5 separate regions of the Mus musculus genome follow, and regions 1, 2, 4 and 5 are each linked to region 3. A link is a contact called in public ChIA-PET, Hi-C and promoter capture Hi-C data. All regions are on one chromosome and are shown on one strand. Each heading gives the region's core, a stretch centred on a gene start, on an enhancer-like site or on the middle of the called end of the contact. The rest is flanking DNA. Distances are from core to core; before and after follow the strand shown. Region 1 overlaps Cpne5 (copine V). Region 2 overlaps Tmem217 (transmembrane protein 217). Region 3 holds the start of Mtch1 (mitochondrial carrier 1). Region 4 holds the start of Rab44 (RAB44, member RAS oncogene family). Region 5 overlaps Tbc1d22b (TBC1 domain family, member 22B).

Evidence for each region. A called contact is a pair of places that touch in the nucleus more often than the background predicts. ChIA-PET counts read pairs in DNA pulled down with a chosen protein or histone mark. Capture Hi-C pulls out chosen DNA fragments and counts their contacts.
Region 1: a Hi-C map of embryonic stem cells shows a contact between it and region 3, with 4 times the contacts expected there. The contact joins the enhancer-like site here to the promoter of Mtch1 in region 3. A contact is called at or near these places in 1 of 484 Hi-C or Micro-C datasets (embryonic stem cells), 4 of 115 datasets of contacts at active chromatin or transcription factors (the HPC-7 cell line, embryonic stem cells and pancreatic cancer cells) and 3 of 9 other capture datasets (adipose tissue, liver and pancreatic islet).
Region 2: a contact with region 3 is called in an RNA polymerase II ChIA-PET map of effector CD8 T cells, with 51 read pairs. The contact joins the enhancer-like site here to the promoter of Mtch1 in region 3. A contact is called at or near these places in 8 of 39 promoter capture datasets (the C10 cell line, embryonic stem cells, erythroid cells and 2 more), 1 of 484 Hi-C or Micro-C datasets (bone marrow-derived macrophages), 24 of 115 datasets of contacts at active chromatin or transcription factors (the 230-238 cell line, the SCID.adh cell line, SST interneurons and 16 more) and 4 of 9 other capture datasets (adipose tissue, liver, macrophages and 1 more).
Region 4: a promoter capture Hi-C map of adipose tissue shows a contact between it and region 3. The contact joins the promoter of Rab44 here to the promoter of Mtch1 in region 3. A contact is called at or near these places in 1 of 39 promoter capture datasets (pre-B cells), 1 of 484 Hi-C or Micro-C datasets (double positive thymocytes), 2 of 115 datasets of contacts at active chromatin or transcription factors (extraembryonic endoderm stem cells and large pre-B cells) and 3 of 9 other capture datasets (adipose tissue, liver and pancreatic islet).
Region 5: a contact with region 3 is called in an RNA polymerase II ChIA-PET map of effector CD8 T cells, with 16 read pairs. The contact joins the enhancer-like site here to the promoter of Mtch1 in region 3. A contact is called at or near these places in 3 of 39 promoter capture datasets (fetal liver, hematopoietic stem and progenitor cells and liver), 2 of 115 datasets of contacts at active chromatin or transcription factors (effector CD8 T cells and memory CD8 T cells) and 3 of 9 other capture datasets (adipose tissue, liver and pancreatic islet).

Annotation. Positions count from the first base shown.
Region 1 is chr17:29,158,551-29,161,250 of GRCm38.p6, forward strand. Cpne5 (copine V) reads right to left here. Exons shown (of 21, transcript NM_153166.2): 18 at 2,560-2,662; 19 at 1,769-1,826; 20 at 1,402-1,475; 21 at 1-690. The coding sequence ends at 472. Among named protein-coding and RNA genes, the nearest start is that of Rab44, 46 kb to the left of the region's middle. Within about 2 kb of position 1,366, at least 25 of the 459 cell types and tissues checked have an H3K27ac peak or open chromatin away from gene starts, as enhancers often do. A contact at or near this core is called in embryonic stem cells, where this site is marked.
Region 2 is chr17:29,530,822-29,533,521 of GRCm38.p6, forward strand. The region is part of intron 2 of Tmem217 (transmembrane protein 217); the gene reads right to left. Among named protein-coding and RNA genes, the nearest start is that of Tmem217, 17 kb to the right of the region's middle. Within about 2 kb of position 1,325, at least 80 of the 459 cell types and tissues checked have an H3K27ac peak or open chromatin away from gene starts, as enhancers often do. A contact at or near this core is called in the 230-238 cell line, the SCID.adh cell line, double positive thymocytes and 3 more, where this site is marked.
Region 3 is chr17:29,346,527-29,349,226 of GRCm38.p6, forward strand. It overlaps Mtch1 (mitochondrial carrier 1), which reads right to left and starts at 1,406. Exons shown (of 12, transcript NM_019880.4): 1 at 941-1,406. The coding sequence starts at 1,261.
Region 4 is chr17:29,112,845-29,115,544 of GRCm38.p6, forward strand. Rab44 (RAB44, member RAS oncogene family) reads left to right here and starts at 1,337. Exons shown (of 14, transcript NM_001364848.1): 1 at 1,337-1,391.
Region 5 is chr17:29,583,220-29,585,919 of GRCm38.p6, forward strand. All of the region lies in intron 8 of Tbc1d22b (TBC1 domain family, member 22B), which reads left to right. The region is part of intron 3 of Tbc1d22bos (TBC1 domain family, member 22B, opposite strand); the gene reads right to left. Among named protein-coding and RNA genes, the nearest start is that of Mir7667, 11 kb to the right of the region's middle. Within about 2 kb of position 1,277, at least 32 of the 459 cell types and tissues checked have an H3K27ac peak or open chromatin away from gene starts, as enhancers often do. A contact at or near this core is called in effector CD8 T cells and memory CD8 T cells, where this site is marked.

The DNA of each region.
Region 1 (2,700 bases), core at 116-2,615, 190 kb before region 3:
ACAAGCTACCTGTGATAGCTCCAGTGACCATTCTAGAACATTCTAGCATACCACTGAGCCTTTGAGGATCAGGAAAGGGGCTCTATCTGCTCACATATGGAGTCCCTAAGAGGGTCACATGCATCCCTGGTAGTCTACCAGTCTGGGGTTCCCTGGAAACAGGACAGGGGATCTCATGGGACTGGGGACACTAGACACTAGGGTAGGAGGAGACAGGAGCTGGAAGAGGCCCAGCTGGGTTGCAAGAATAAGAAAGTCTTGGAGTTGTCCGGCATGGACTAGGGGGGTCCCCTCAGCCCCAGAATCTGTGTACCCCTTGTCTTCTATACCACAGTCCCCTGGATTTGGGTGTGAAGTGGGGTGAGGCCCTGACACCCCATTTCCCGCTGGCCCTCCAAGCAGAGTCTGGGAAACCGACCAGGAGGAGAATAGGGTGTCAGTCTACCCTCCAGGCCCTTGGTCCTCTCAGCTTCAGATATGCGTGTGCACGGGGGATCCAGGAGGTGAGTGGGCTGGGGACTGTGGGGGTGACTGAGCGGGTGCAGCAGGTGGCGGGCGTGGGCGGATGCCCTGTGCCTTCATGTAGGACACCAGTTGGTCCGGAATCTCAGCCAGAACATCCCGGGCCAGGCGGGCCATGCTCAGTACGTGGTTGCCGGTGCGGTCCACATAGTCCCTGAAGGGCACAAACTGAGAGGCAAGGAAGATGGGGTCAAGATGGGGCACGTGGGTCCCCTCCCAGAGAACCCACTCTATCCAACCCCCCCCACTTTGCGAGTTTCCCCGGGGATGGGCCATGCCTCTGTGCTGAGTCCTTCATCTGTATTCCACAGGAGGCCTAACACTGACCCAAGCCCTTCATCGGAGACTAGCAAGGAGAACAGAGGCTCAAAGGATGCTGGGAAAGGCTAACCGGATCCTGCCTCCTTGCTCCCAAGGGATGCTGGGAAAGGCTAACCGGATCATGCCCCCTTGCTCCCAAGGGATGCTGGGAAAGGCTAACCAGATCCTGCCTCCTTGCTCCCTTTTCCTTTCCCACCCCTCTCCAGGGGGACCCTCTCAGTCTCCTAGGACCCCAACACTTGTCTAAACCCACATCTAACCCAGCTTCCTCTCAATGCTGCCAACCTCTGGCTCCTTCCTGTCTCCCTCCTCCTAGGATCCAGGGTGCCACCTCCATCTATGAGGGCTCTCCATGCCACTGGAAGGCCATGTGGCACAGACTCCCTGTGCAGGGCTCTGGATTCCGTGGGAGCATCATTCAGGTTAGAAGGGACTTCCTAGAGGGCAGGGAGGGGTGGGGCTTCCTGAGAAGACTGGCCCAGGAAGGGATTCCAGTGTCTGTCCTTGAGATGCCTGTAAAGGCGCTCTGGCACTGCGGAAGGGCGGGGCCTGTTTCACCTGGACAATGTCTCGCTCAGCCAGCTTCCCCCTGGAGGAGATCCGCACGTCATCACCGTCCAGCTCCACCATGGCTGTAGAGACAAGGGATGTGTGCGTGTGATCAATCCCTCCAATCCCAGGCCAGCCCAGGGCCCTTGCCCCAACACTAGAAATGGGTGGAGACCTAGGGCCCTGCTCCTTGTCTGGGTTGAGGAGCCTGACCTCGGGATGAGGCTGAGACCTGCATGGGTACTGACACACCCTCTCAAGGCACACAAGTCTACCCAGACTGCATGCATGCCTGGGCATGAGCTCCAGCGGGTGGGGACGGGATGCCATGGGGTTCTGTAAGAGAAGGCAGCTGGGAAAGGGACTCTGGACTCACCATCGAACTCGGCCTGGCCCACGCCAACAATGATGATCGACATAGGGAGTTTGGCAGCCTGGGAAAAACAGGGGAGGGGCAAAAAGCTGTGTCAGACAGGTAGGGACTGGAGGGTGGGTCAAACAAAATAGGGCAGGGCAAAGGGATAGAGAATGAAGGTTAGGGGACCCCAAGGAACCCCAAGGGACAGGATAGGGAAAGGACACGGATCAAGAGAAGATAAATTGCTGGGGAGGTGGTGGGGGGCTGGGTCTGCCTGCCTCTGTAAAGCAACCTCCTCCCTCTGGTGCTAGGGCTCTACCATGAGGGGCTAAGGCAGCTGTGGCTAAGGCCCCTTTTCTGAGGAAACCATGGGTCAAGGTTAGGGAAGGGAGCTTTCCTCACTGAGACTCTCTGCTACATGACAGGCAAGCTGGGGCCTAGGGTGGGTGGCTGAGGGGGTCATGGGCTCCCCAGAGAGCATGGTCATCTGTGTGGCTGAGGTCTGAGCTCTCATAGGTTCAGGGCATCTCCATTCCCCAAACCCCTGTCTAATACTCTCTCCGTGTCCTGTCAGTCTCTGTGGAGTAACCAGATGACTTTATGGGGTGGCCAGTAACATTATGGGGGGCAGGAAAAGAAGCCACCCTGTGGTTCTTTAAAAGGAGCACCCCTGGGTTCTCTTAGGGGTAGGACAAGATGTTTTAGTCCCCTCAAACCATGTGTGTGTGTGTGTGTGTGTGTGTGTGTGTGTGTGTGTGTGTGTATGTGAGAGAGAGAGAGAGAGAGAGAGCGCGCCATCCTCCACTCACATTTACAATTGCCTCCTTGGTCTGTGCCATGTCCGAGATGACACCATCAGTGATGATGAGCAGCACAGAATACTGGGAGCCATCCTGCACAGCTGCGGCGTTCCTGTGGGAGTGGGGGTGGTGTGAGCACACAAAGGTGTA
Region 2 (2,700 bases), core at 75-2,574, 180 kb after region 3:
ATACACACACATAGAGGAATTAAAATCTAGGACCCACATGTGAGAGAACGCAGGTCCTATTTGTCCTTTTGAGCCTGGTTTATTCTACTTCTACTTCATTTACTTCATTCGAGGATTTCCAGCTTCATCCATTTCTCTGCAAATGTCACTATTTCATATTATTTCACAGCTGAATGATTTCCACAGTCTGTACCTTCCGCATCTCCTCCATCCATCAATCCTTCCATCAGCTGATGGATATCCATGCTGGTCCCACTCCTAGATGTCTTGGGTTTCTGAGACAGAAGGCGAGGGGTGTCTTAGCTGCCTGTTTTGCCTCAGGGCCCCTCCTAAAGTAAAGGTCTGGAGCGGCTGCCAGCTGAAGGCTGTCCTCCGAGGAGGGTCCTTTCACTCACCTGGCTGTTGGTAGCTCCTGGCCAGAAACCTCAGCTCTCTTCTTCTGGCCTGTTTTAAGGGCTGCCTGAGTCTCCTTGTGCCATGGCTGCAGGCTTTCCTCGAGGGTAACTGTTTGGTAGCAGCAGAGAATGGCTGTGTCTTTTTTTTTCTTTTAAATTTTATGTGGTTGAGTGCCTTTCTGCATGTAGGACCGCCAGGTGCCTGCAGTGCCCATAGTAGCCCGAAGAGGGCGCCAGTTGGAGCCCGAGGAACTGGAATTACACAGGCAGTTGTGAGCAGCAAATGCTCTTACCACTGAGCCATCTCTCCAGCCCTGCGGTCTTGCTTCTTATAGGCTTACTAAAGGCTAACCACAGGGCTGCGCACACAGTCCTGGCCGATGGCAGCCTCCGCTCATCACCCCAGGGTGATGAGGCTTTGAGCTTTCTTCTCAGCCAAGTAGCCAGCATCCAACCCAGCAGGGTGTGTGTGTGTGTGGGGGGGCACTCTCTAGGGGGCACAACCTGCTACCTCCCCAGTTTTCCCAACAGGAGAGAAATCCCAGATACTGTAGGGAAGCTAGGGTCTTCCCTTCTTCCTGTATTCTTCCAGGCCAAACTCTTGCTCAAGAGATCAGATTTCCCAAAACAAAAACCCAATCCTCTCCAACACAGAAAGAAAACCAGCCTGCCATGCTTGACAGTGAGTCAGCTGACAAGCAGGGAAACCAGTCCCCACTGGGGATGGGCGAATGCAGACAATAAACCACAGGGCTGCGCACACAGTCCTGGCCGATGGCAGCCTCCGCTCATCACCCCAGGGTAGCTCTACACATCCCTTGCTATGTCTATAATCTTTTCTTTCTCCAGTGCCTTTTCTCTACTTGGCTCTTTCCTCTGGGTCTTTCAGGTCTCCTACGCGGTGTCAGGGTCCCACGGTAGCTTCCTTTCTGTGGTCACTGGCTGACTGCCAACTTGCCTCTCACTAGCAGGCCAATCAGGAGTGCCCCGGAAGCTCTCCTCTGCGCTCCTTTCTTCCACAGGATGTCAAACACATCTCTGAGAACTTTCAGTGAATTCTCACTGTTCAATGCTCAGAACTGGGGTACATGGGCACCCCTAGCCACGGTATCACCATAGCTGCCATAGACAAATATTTATGCCAGGACTAGAACTCAGCTGCCTTATTCCACTAGCAAGGAGCCCTCTTGATGAAGAATATGGAGTTTGTTCTGCTCAGGACCCGTTTTCCTTGAATGTGGAGGTCTCTGATGTGGGACAGGACCTTCCCTTCCTTAGTGTAGCAATTGCGCCTTCCACAGACAGCCACACAGTTGGCCAGAATAAAGTTTAGATTTCCAAGTATCACTTGCAGCTAATGGCTATGCTACCAAAGGGTTTTTATTTATTTATTTATTTATTTATTTATTTATCTATTTAGTGTGTTTATTTTTGGACCAGAGGAAGGGAGTATTTTGAGATAGGGTTTCTCTGTGTAGCCTTTACTGTCCTAGAACTCACTCTGGCCTTGAACTCAGAGTTCTGCCTGCCTCTGCTCAGATTAAAGGAGTGCACCACTGCCCAGCTTGGAAGTTGGTAGCCTGGTTGCTACCAACGTTTTTTAAATGACATTTTATTCATTTTGTGTGCATGCAAGAGTTATGGTTGTGGATGTGAGCATGCCACAGTGTGTTTGTGGAGGTTGGATGACAACTTTTGGGAGTAGGCTTTCTTCTTCCACCTTCATGAGGGTCCTAGGAAAATGGAACTTGGACTTTCAGCCATCTTGTTTGGCTTTTGATGCCTCGTGTAGCCTGGGATTGCCATGAATCCATTATGACTTTGAAATCCTGATCCTTCTGCCTCTACCTCCAGTGTCGGGGTCACAGGCTTGGAACCACTGTGTCTGGCTTGATGCTGTCAATTTGTAAGAAAGGGCTGAGAAGAGAAGAAACCAAGGTGGCCATCTGTATTAAATATCAGACTCCTGTCGTTCCTCTTTGTCATCCAGATGGCTCAGAGGTATTTACGGGAGGGGCCCAGCTAGGGACACTTGCACTATCACAGACCCCTGCTTCTACAGACAGAACAACAGAGAAAAGAGATGGAGACCCCTGAGGGTTTCACAGAGCAGACCCCCATTGTGTTTTAAACTCCCACAGGAGAGGGTTAAATGACTGTCCTGCTGTATTCACCTCATGTTATTTTGTAGCCAGGCTGAAAGGATAAAACTGCCTTGAATGATCTACCTTACAAGCATTCTAAAGTCTGCCACAGCTGGGGCCAGGGATGGCTCTGTGGTTAAGAGGGCTTACAGTCCTTGGGG
Region 3 (2,700 bases), core at 156-2,655:
TCTGAGCCTGAACCACGCCAATCAAAACTCTCCCCACCTCCATCACACACCCACCCAATTCTGCCAAATGCACAACACCTCCTTCCAACCAGATCCCTCCTCCCCCTTTACCCTTTCCTCATCCTCTATTGGAGTGAATTGCTGCCAACAAGCAAAAAAGCGTTTAGGTGCCCAAGCATCCTTGAATCCAGACATCCCTACCTTTGCTCCAGCTTTGACAACCCTTACCTATTGTGCCTATCCCCATTTTCTGCCCATTCCCAACCCACGCAGACACAATTACTTCAATTCCTTCCTTCCTCCACTAAATGCGTCATCCCATTCTCCCCTTCCCCCTAAAAGCCGCCTCCTGGCTCCCCTTTCCAGACACCGCTCCACTCCCCCCCTCCACCAATGCGGAGGCCCCTCCTCCCACCAAATCTGTCGTCGCCATCAAATCTACAGGCTCCTTCTCAAGTAAACCGATAGCTCTTCCCTGCTGCATTCTTTCCCTCTGAAATTTTTGGCCCTGCTGCCCACTCCTTTGTCCCTCAAAGCTTTCATCCATCTCTATAAATCCAGAGCCCCGCTGTCCTCTGCCCCAAATGTACTCACCTTCTAAACACGTCGCTTTTGTACCCAGCCAGCCCTCATCTACCCATTCACCAAAACTTCTCGGCCCTCCCCCAATCCTGTGGCTTCTTTCCGCACCCCAAATCCATTACCCTTCGGAATTTCAAGCTCACTGCCTTCGACTACTTATCTCCCACATCTCATCGCCTTTCCCTGCACCCCCAAATCCCTTCCTACCCCACGTCTGTCACTCACGTCCCTTCGCTCCCTCCCAGCACCTCCAAATCGCTTCCTTTCCCACGTCAATCACTCAGATCCCTCAGCCCCCTCCCTGCACCCCCACACCGCACATCCCATCCACATCCTCCCGCCGCGCCCCCCGCCCCACCTGGATCAGCAGCTTCACGTAGAGCAGCGGGTGACTGAGAGCCGTCACGCCCGCGCCCAGCGCCACGAACAGCGCCTCGGTGGTCGGGGCGTTGTCCCCGGAGCCCGGGGCGCCCGGGCCGCCGTCCATCCTGCGCGCCGACGGCTGAGCCGCGGGCCGAGGATGGCGAGGGTGCGCGCGGTGCGCGGGTGGCGGGTCCCGAGCGCGGGCCTCGACTCCGGCCGGCGCGCCGCCCCGAGCTCCTGCACCAGCTCCGGCTCCCGCCATCCCCGCGGCGCCGCCGGGAGCCCAAGGCGCCACTTCCGGGTCCGAAGCCCCCATGGCGCCAGGCGTGGAGGTCACTCCCCGTCACGTGGTGCTGGCCACGCCCCGAACGTCAAGGGGAGGGTCCTGGCAGCACCACTCACGCCGCGGGGCGAGGGGGCATGGCGGGCGGGCGAGTGTTGTTCCTTGGTGCTCCCGGGCCCGCCTCCTCCGGCCCGGGGCGGGTTCTTTGCAGCTCTGTGCCCGCCCCTTTGCGGACCAGGCCAGTCACCGCAATCGTGCCTACGAGTCTCAGTCTGTGTGCCCTGCTTCTGCACTCCTTCAGCACGATCCCGGGACCTGTGTAGAAACCCCTCAATAGTTGAGTAACTCACAGCTGCTGAGGGCTGGGAGCACTCTTTGCCTGTGCACTTATGAAGGCCCGGTGCTGGCTGCGTTTAGTTACTAAATAACTAGGCCTGGGAGAGCTCTAGTCTAGTGCCTGGAGCATAGTGCTACGCATGCCTTGAGAGCAATTCTTAGGGCCACCTTCCAGGAAGGTGCTTACTCCAGCCGGTGATTTGTTTCCACCTCTGAACAAGCACAGCAGCTCTCAGCTGGTCTTGAACTGCCCAATAATAGAGTCTTCTGGTAATGGACCTCAGAGTCAGCAGGGACCCTTTGGTCCCTAGCAAGGGACCTTGTCCTCTTGCTAGTTTGCAAGGAAGGTCTTTGGAATGGTCAGATATTTGCACCCTCCCTGATTGCCCGTGGTGTAGGTTTTACCTCACGTTCCTGACACTTGCCCACGCAAATACTTTCCATCTGTGGGCTTTTCCTCCGTATTGTCCCCAGTGCCTTGTTTTTCCGATCTGTATTTGACTGTCCCCCATTGGACCGTGTTTTTGTATGGCCCATTCCGAATGTGGCTCCCTGTACCGTACTACCGTGTACTGTACTGTGTTGTATCATATTGTATTGTCTGGCATTAATATCTATCTTCTATCACCGCAAATATAGGAATGCATAGAAAGTATATCTTCAGGGAAACCATTCCTAAGGGAATGAATGAAGCAAACAAAGTAACAATCCAGTGCAGTGGCACACACCTGTAAAGTAAGCCCGATACTCAGGAGGCAGAGGCATCAGGATAGGAGTTCAAGGCCAGACTGAGCTGTGCACCATGCTACATCAATTTCCTTGGCTGCAATTGATAGCTGGCTGTTAGCAATCACAATTCTTTCATTCACATCTTAGTTACTAATATTATCTCAAGATACAGATCACACTGTGATTATAAGTGTGTGTGTGTGTGTGTGTGTGTGTGTGACAGAATGACTTCAAAGGGTTACAAAGGCCACAAATCTCAACAATTTGAAAGAGTCCTTACTGGAGGCAGAGGCAGAGAAAGCCACTTCTGAGGTTAGATATTAACCAGTCCATCTGGAGAACGGCTCAGGAAGGGCAGAGCTGCTGAGGGCTTGCAGGACTGGGTACAGGTGGGTGAGCAGATGGAC
Region 4 (2,700 bases), core at 87-2,586, 230 kb before region 3:
GCTTGCTGCAAGCTCCCCTCCTGTCAAATATGCTGTCCTTGAGTGAGGACCTGAGGTGAGGGGGAGGGTCTTAGTTAGGGTTTTACTGCTGTGAACAGACACCATGACCAAGGCAAGTCTTTTTTTTTCCTATTTATTTATTTAATGTATGTGAGTACATTGTAGTTGTACATATGGTTGTGAGCCTTTATGTGGTTGTTGGGAATTAAATTTAGGATCTCTGCTTACCCCGGTCGGCCCTACTTGCTCGGTCCCTGCTTGCTCCAGCCCAAAGATTTATTTATTATTATAAATAAGTACGGGGCTGGTGAGATGGCTCAGCAGGTAAGAGCACCCGACTGCTCTTCCAAAGGTCCTTAGTTCAAATCCCAGCAACCACATGGTGGCTCACAACCATCTGTAACAAGATCTGATTCCCTCTTCTGGTGTGTCTGAAGACAGCTACAGTGTACTTACATATAATAAATAAATAAATCTTAAAAAAAAATAAGTACACCGTAGCTGTCTTCAGACACACCAAGATCAGATCTCATTACGGATGGTTGTGAGCCATTATGGATAGTTGCTGAGATTTGAACTCAGGACCTTCGGAAGAGCAGTTGTTGCTCTTACCCACTGTGCCATCTTGCCAGCCCCAGGGCTAGTCTTATAAGGACATTTAATTGGGGTTGGTTTACAGGTTCAGAGGTTCATCCCATTATTATCAAGACAGGAACAGGGCAGCATCCAGGCAGGCATGGTGCAGGAGGAGGTGAGAGTTCTACATCTTCATCTGAAAGCTGCTAGCAGTAGACTAGTTTCCAGGCAGCTAGGATGAGGGTCTTAAAGCCCATACCCACAGTGACACACCTACTCCAACAAGACCACACCCACTCTAACAAGGCCACACCCATTCCAACAAGTTCACACCTTCTAAAAGTGCCAAGCATATACAAACCATCACAGGGGTATTGTTCCCCTGTGGCATTTTCTGCACCAGTTGTAGCCACAGAGGCTTCTCTTGCTTGACCTTCCTACTGGGCTGAGGACACTCTGGCCTTGTTACTACAGGCTGAGTGTGATGCGCGCGCGCGCGCGTAAACACACACACACACACACACACACACACACACACACACAGAACCTCTGCTCACAACCTCTCCCCAGCCCTAACTTTCTGCTACAATTCCAGGACCCAGGGCATCAGGCAAGACAGAAGGTGCAGCCAGGGCCCCTTTCCAGGGGAAGTTCCCTAGATGAACGCAGGAGATGAGGCAGCCAGGGAACGGAAAGGGGCGATTGGGCAAGAGACAAGACTGTTGACAGTTGCAGAGTGTGTGGGCTCTGTGGGCTGAGCAGACAGTGACCTCCTCACAGGTCCGGGAGCACCAGCAAACGGCAGCCTCTGAGAGGTGGGATTTGGGACTCACCCCAGCAGGCAATGCTGCTGTGTGGAGGGGCTGGGGAGGGACAGTACGGGTCCCATGCAGTTTCTTTTCCTTCTTTCTTTCCTTCCTTCCTTTCTTTTTTTCCTTCTTCCTTCCTTCGAGATGGGGGTCTTTCTATGTAGCCAAGGCTGGCCTTGAACTCACAGAGATCCACCTGACTCTGCCTCCTAAATTCTGGGATTAAAGGTATATACTGCCAACCGACTTTTTTTTTTTTTTTTTTTTTTTTTGAGATGGGGTCTTGTGTAGCTCAGGTTGGTCCTAAACTCACTACACAGCGGAAGATGACCTTGAACTCTTGATCTTCCTGCCTCCATCTTCAGGGTGCTGGGGTCATACTTCAAAGCCCAACTCCTGTCTAGCTTCTGAGTCTCAGGAGTGCAAATTGAACTTCCGTACTCCTGTACTGTCTGACAGAGGCCCGAGCTGTATGTATTACTCCTGTGAGTGAGGAGTAGATTGTGGACTTGTGAGATGGGGCAGGTCTTCTTGGCTTCTTAGAGACTCTGTTTCTCTATCCGTTAGTGAGTGAAGCTGGGGTGGGGTGGGGTGGGGTGGGACAGGCTATTGGGACTAGGTGGCTCTCGGGTGTTGGCAGTGGGAGACCATTGGCTGTGGTTGGCTTTTCCCAAGGTAAGTTTCACACTGGGCTAACCCAGTTTCTCACCTCTCTGTGACAAGATGGTAGGGATGGGAGATCCTGTAGTCTCTGGCAGATGTCAGGTTGTGGTCCTACTGTGTTGTGGTCCTACTATGTCCTCCGTTCTTTCATTCTTACATTTTGTTTATTTTTCTTTAGCCCAGCCCCCCTCCTCTCCAATTCTTGATGGGAGGCCTCGGGGCCCTGTTCTATGAGCTAAAATCCATGTCTGTGCCATCGTGGCCAGCCATCTCTTGGTGGCTAGCAGCAGGGCTCATTGGCTTCCAAGTTTGCTCCAGGTGAGGGGAGAGGTGTAGGAGACACCTGGGGCTTGATTGTTTGACTGGTTGTGAGGGGCCTTTCATTGTGCAGGGTGTATAGGAGAATCCATCAGAAACACGGGCATGAGGCCGGAGGGTACCCTGCAGCTGACTACAGAAGGGTCTTTTGGAGTCACCAAGTGAAGGGTAAGGGTAATTGCCTAGGAGCTGAGTGTGTGGAGTGTGTGTGTGTGTGTGTGTGTGTGTATGTGTGTGTGTGTGTGTGTGTGTGTGTGAGAGAGAGAGAGAGAGAGAGAGAGAGAGAGAGGCTTTCATGGACTCACCAAAGAAGGTCCCCACTGTCTGTCAGTGA
Region 5 (2,700 bases), core at 27-2,526, 240 kb after region 3:
CAGCCAGGACTACACAGAGAAACCCTGTCTTGAAAAAAACCAAAAAAGAGATTTATGTATTTTATATATATATATATATATATATATCCTAGCTGTCTTCAGCCACACCAGAAAAAGGCAACCGATCCCATAACAGATGGTTGTGAGCCACCATGTGGTTGCTGGGATTTGAACTCTGGGCCTCTGGAAGACCATCTCTGAGCCCCTCATCTCAGCAGCTGTAATTTTTAGCATTTTTAAATAAAACATTAAAATTTATATAATTTGTAATTATATTTTATTAAAATAAGTAATAACTCAATAATTAAAATAAACCATTTAATATTTATTTGTGTGTGCATGTATTTACACACATGAATGTATGTATGTATGTATGCTTGTATTGGGTATATGTATGTGTGTATGCATCTGTGTCTATGCATGCATCTGTTCGTTTGTATATATATGTGTATGTGTGTATGAGGCAGGGGACAGCTTGCAAGAGTTCATTATCTCTTTGCACCACGTGGATTCCAAGAATCAAATTCAGATTGTTATGGTGACAGATACCCTTCTATCTCGGGGCTCCTGGGATAACGTTTTAAACCTAAAGCCTCGCTGTGCCCCTATCTCTCATCCCCTGAGAGAGAAACCCTCCCTAAGCCCCAGGCATACTGTCCCATAGAGTCCTCCTGGGACTTAGCTGTCCCTTAGCTGAATTACCTTCTCCAGTGTCACTTGCCAGTGTTTCCCTCTCTGTCCTCCAGCAGACTCTCCTGTTTGGAGGCCAGAGACAATCTGAAGGTTCTCCCCTCCTTTGTAGAAGAATGAGACCTCCTATCCCATGGTTTGGGCACAGGATGCTTGGAAGTTCGTGGGACTGTGCCGGGCATGGCCACTGGGGAGCAGTGCACCCCACTTCTGCTGTTGTGCCCAGTGTCAGGTCATCTCTGAAGTCAAGTTGAGGGACTGGGGAGGCAGGCAAAATAAGACAACAACAAGACAGAACAAGAGTATCCACAGGTCAAAGCTGGAAGCAACTGCACTAGCCTTACGGCTGTTCATGCTGCCGTAAGAGGAGCACGTACCGGTGTAGGCAACCATGTGCCAGCTACAGGGTAAGCGGGGGTCGTAAGATTACATTCACACTGAGCCCAAAGTAAGCAAAGTCTCTCTGCAGCCCTGGAGGTCAGGGCCCAGGTGCTTTGTGTTGGCTGCCTGGGAATAGATGAGGGCGCTCTCCTGACCTGGGAGTGGGTGAGGAGGAAGTGCCCCCTCCACTTTCTCACCACCCCAGCTGTACTGTTAACCACAGATGTGGGCACGCATAGCATATCAGAACTGTGTGTGTCAGTGCAGTTTGCTGTGGACATTATACCTTCAGAAAAGCCTCCCTCACAGCTTTTGAAAGCCTGGTGGGTGGCCTTCTCCAGTCCTTCCCTGAAACCCCTCCGTTTGCCATGTGGCTGCTTGTCAGACTACACCACAAACAGAATAGCTCTCATTCTCTTCCTTTTCATCTCCTTTTTCCTGGAAGCTCCCTGGACTTGTCTGCCTCTCTTGTTTTTTCTTAGATGCTAATAAAACTGGCCTAGGGTGAATAAAAAACCCATATGTATTTATGTATATGGTTGGGAGGAACAGATGCTAAATTGAAAGGGGTGGGAAAGTACATATTAGTTTTTGCAAAGTGTTGGCATAGTCTGTTTTGCGTTGTGATGACAGAATACTCACAGCCGGGTACATTCTGAGGCCAGATGGCTGGGTGCTTTGTAAGTAAAGTTATTTTGTTCCTGATGTCTCCTGAGTCCAGACAGTGGGACACCATTGTCTCTGTGAAGACAATGGTGAAGAGCTCCGTGCAGGCAAGGTCTGCCTTGCTACAGGGTCTGCTGGTGCCAAGGTAGAAAGGGATGCTGTGGCCCTCAGGAGGTGCCCAGCTTGATGGCAGTAGCTCTTTCCGTGGAGACGCATGCACTCCCTCGAGTAAAGGCAGTGCCACCCTGGGCTCCAGCCCTGAGCTTTGCCCTCCAAAGCACAGCAAGCTCTGCTCTGAGAGCAAGGGAGAAAGCCTGGCCTGGCCTGGCTGTGCCCTGCTCTGTGGATGGCAGGGCTTGTGCATGTGTAACAAGCAGAGGACAGCTCCTGATCGTCGGATGTCTCCCTCCGTGTGCCAGAGATCGGGTCCTCAGGTTTGGCATCCAGCACCTAGTCCTGTTGATCCGCCGCCATCTCACTGGTGCAAGAAGCAGGGCTTTGTTGTTGTTGTTTGTTAAATCTTTTTGAAACAAGGTCTCATTGTATACTTTGGCCATCCTGGAACTCACTGTGTAGACAAGGCTGGCCCAGAACTCAAAGGACCACTTCCCTGGACCCTCAGCCAAATGCTGAGGCTAAAGGCATGCAACCACCATGCCGGGCAGGAAGTGGGTTTTGAATAGAGCAGTGTGTGTGTGTGGGGGGGAGTGTTTCTGAGCAGAGTCCTGAGGAAGGAGAATCGGGGTGCTGGCTTCACATCCTCAGTGCCGTGGATGCTGCTCTCCCCACCCCGACTCCCATCACCCCACCCAACTTCCCACCCCACCCCACCCTGCCCATGTGGCCGATGCTCCCTCTCACGGGGCCTGTTCTGAGAGGAAGGGTCACCTCCAGTTCCTCCTTGACTCTGCCCCATGTGGCTGGCTGGTGGAGACCAGAGATGGAACTGGGGGCCTCCACAGC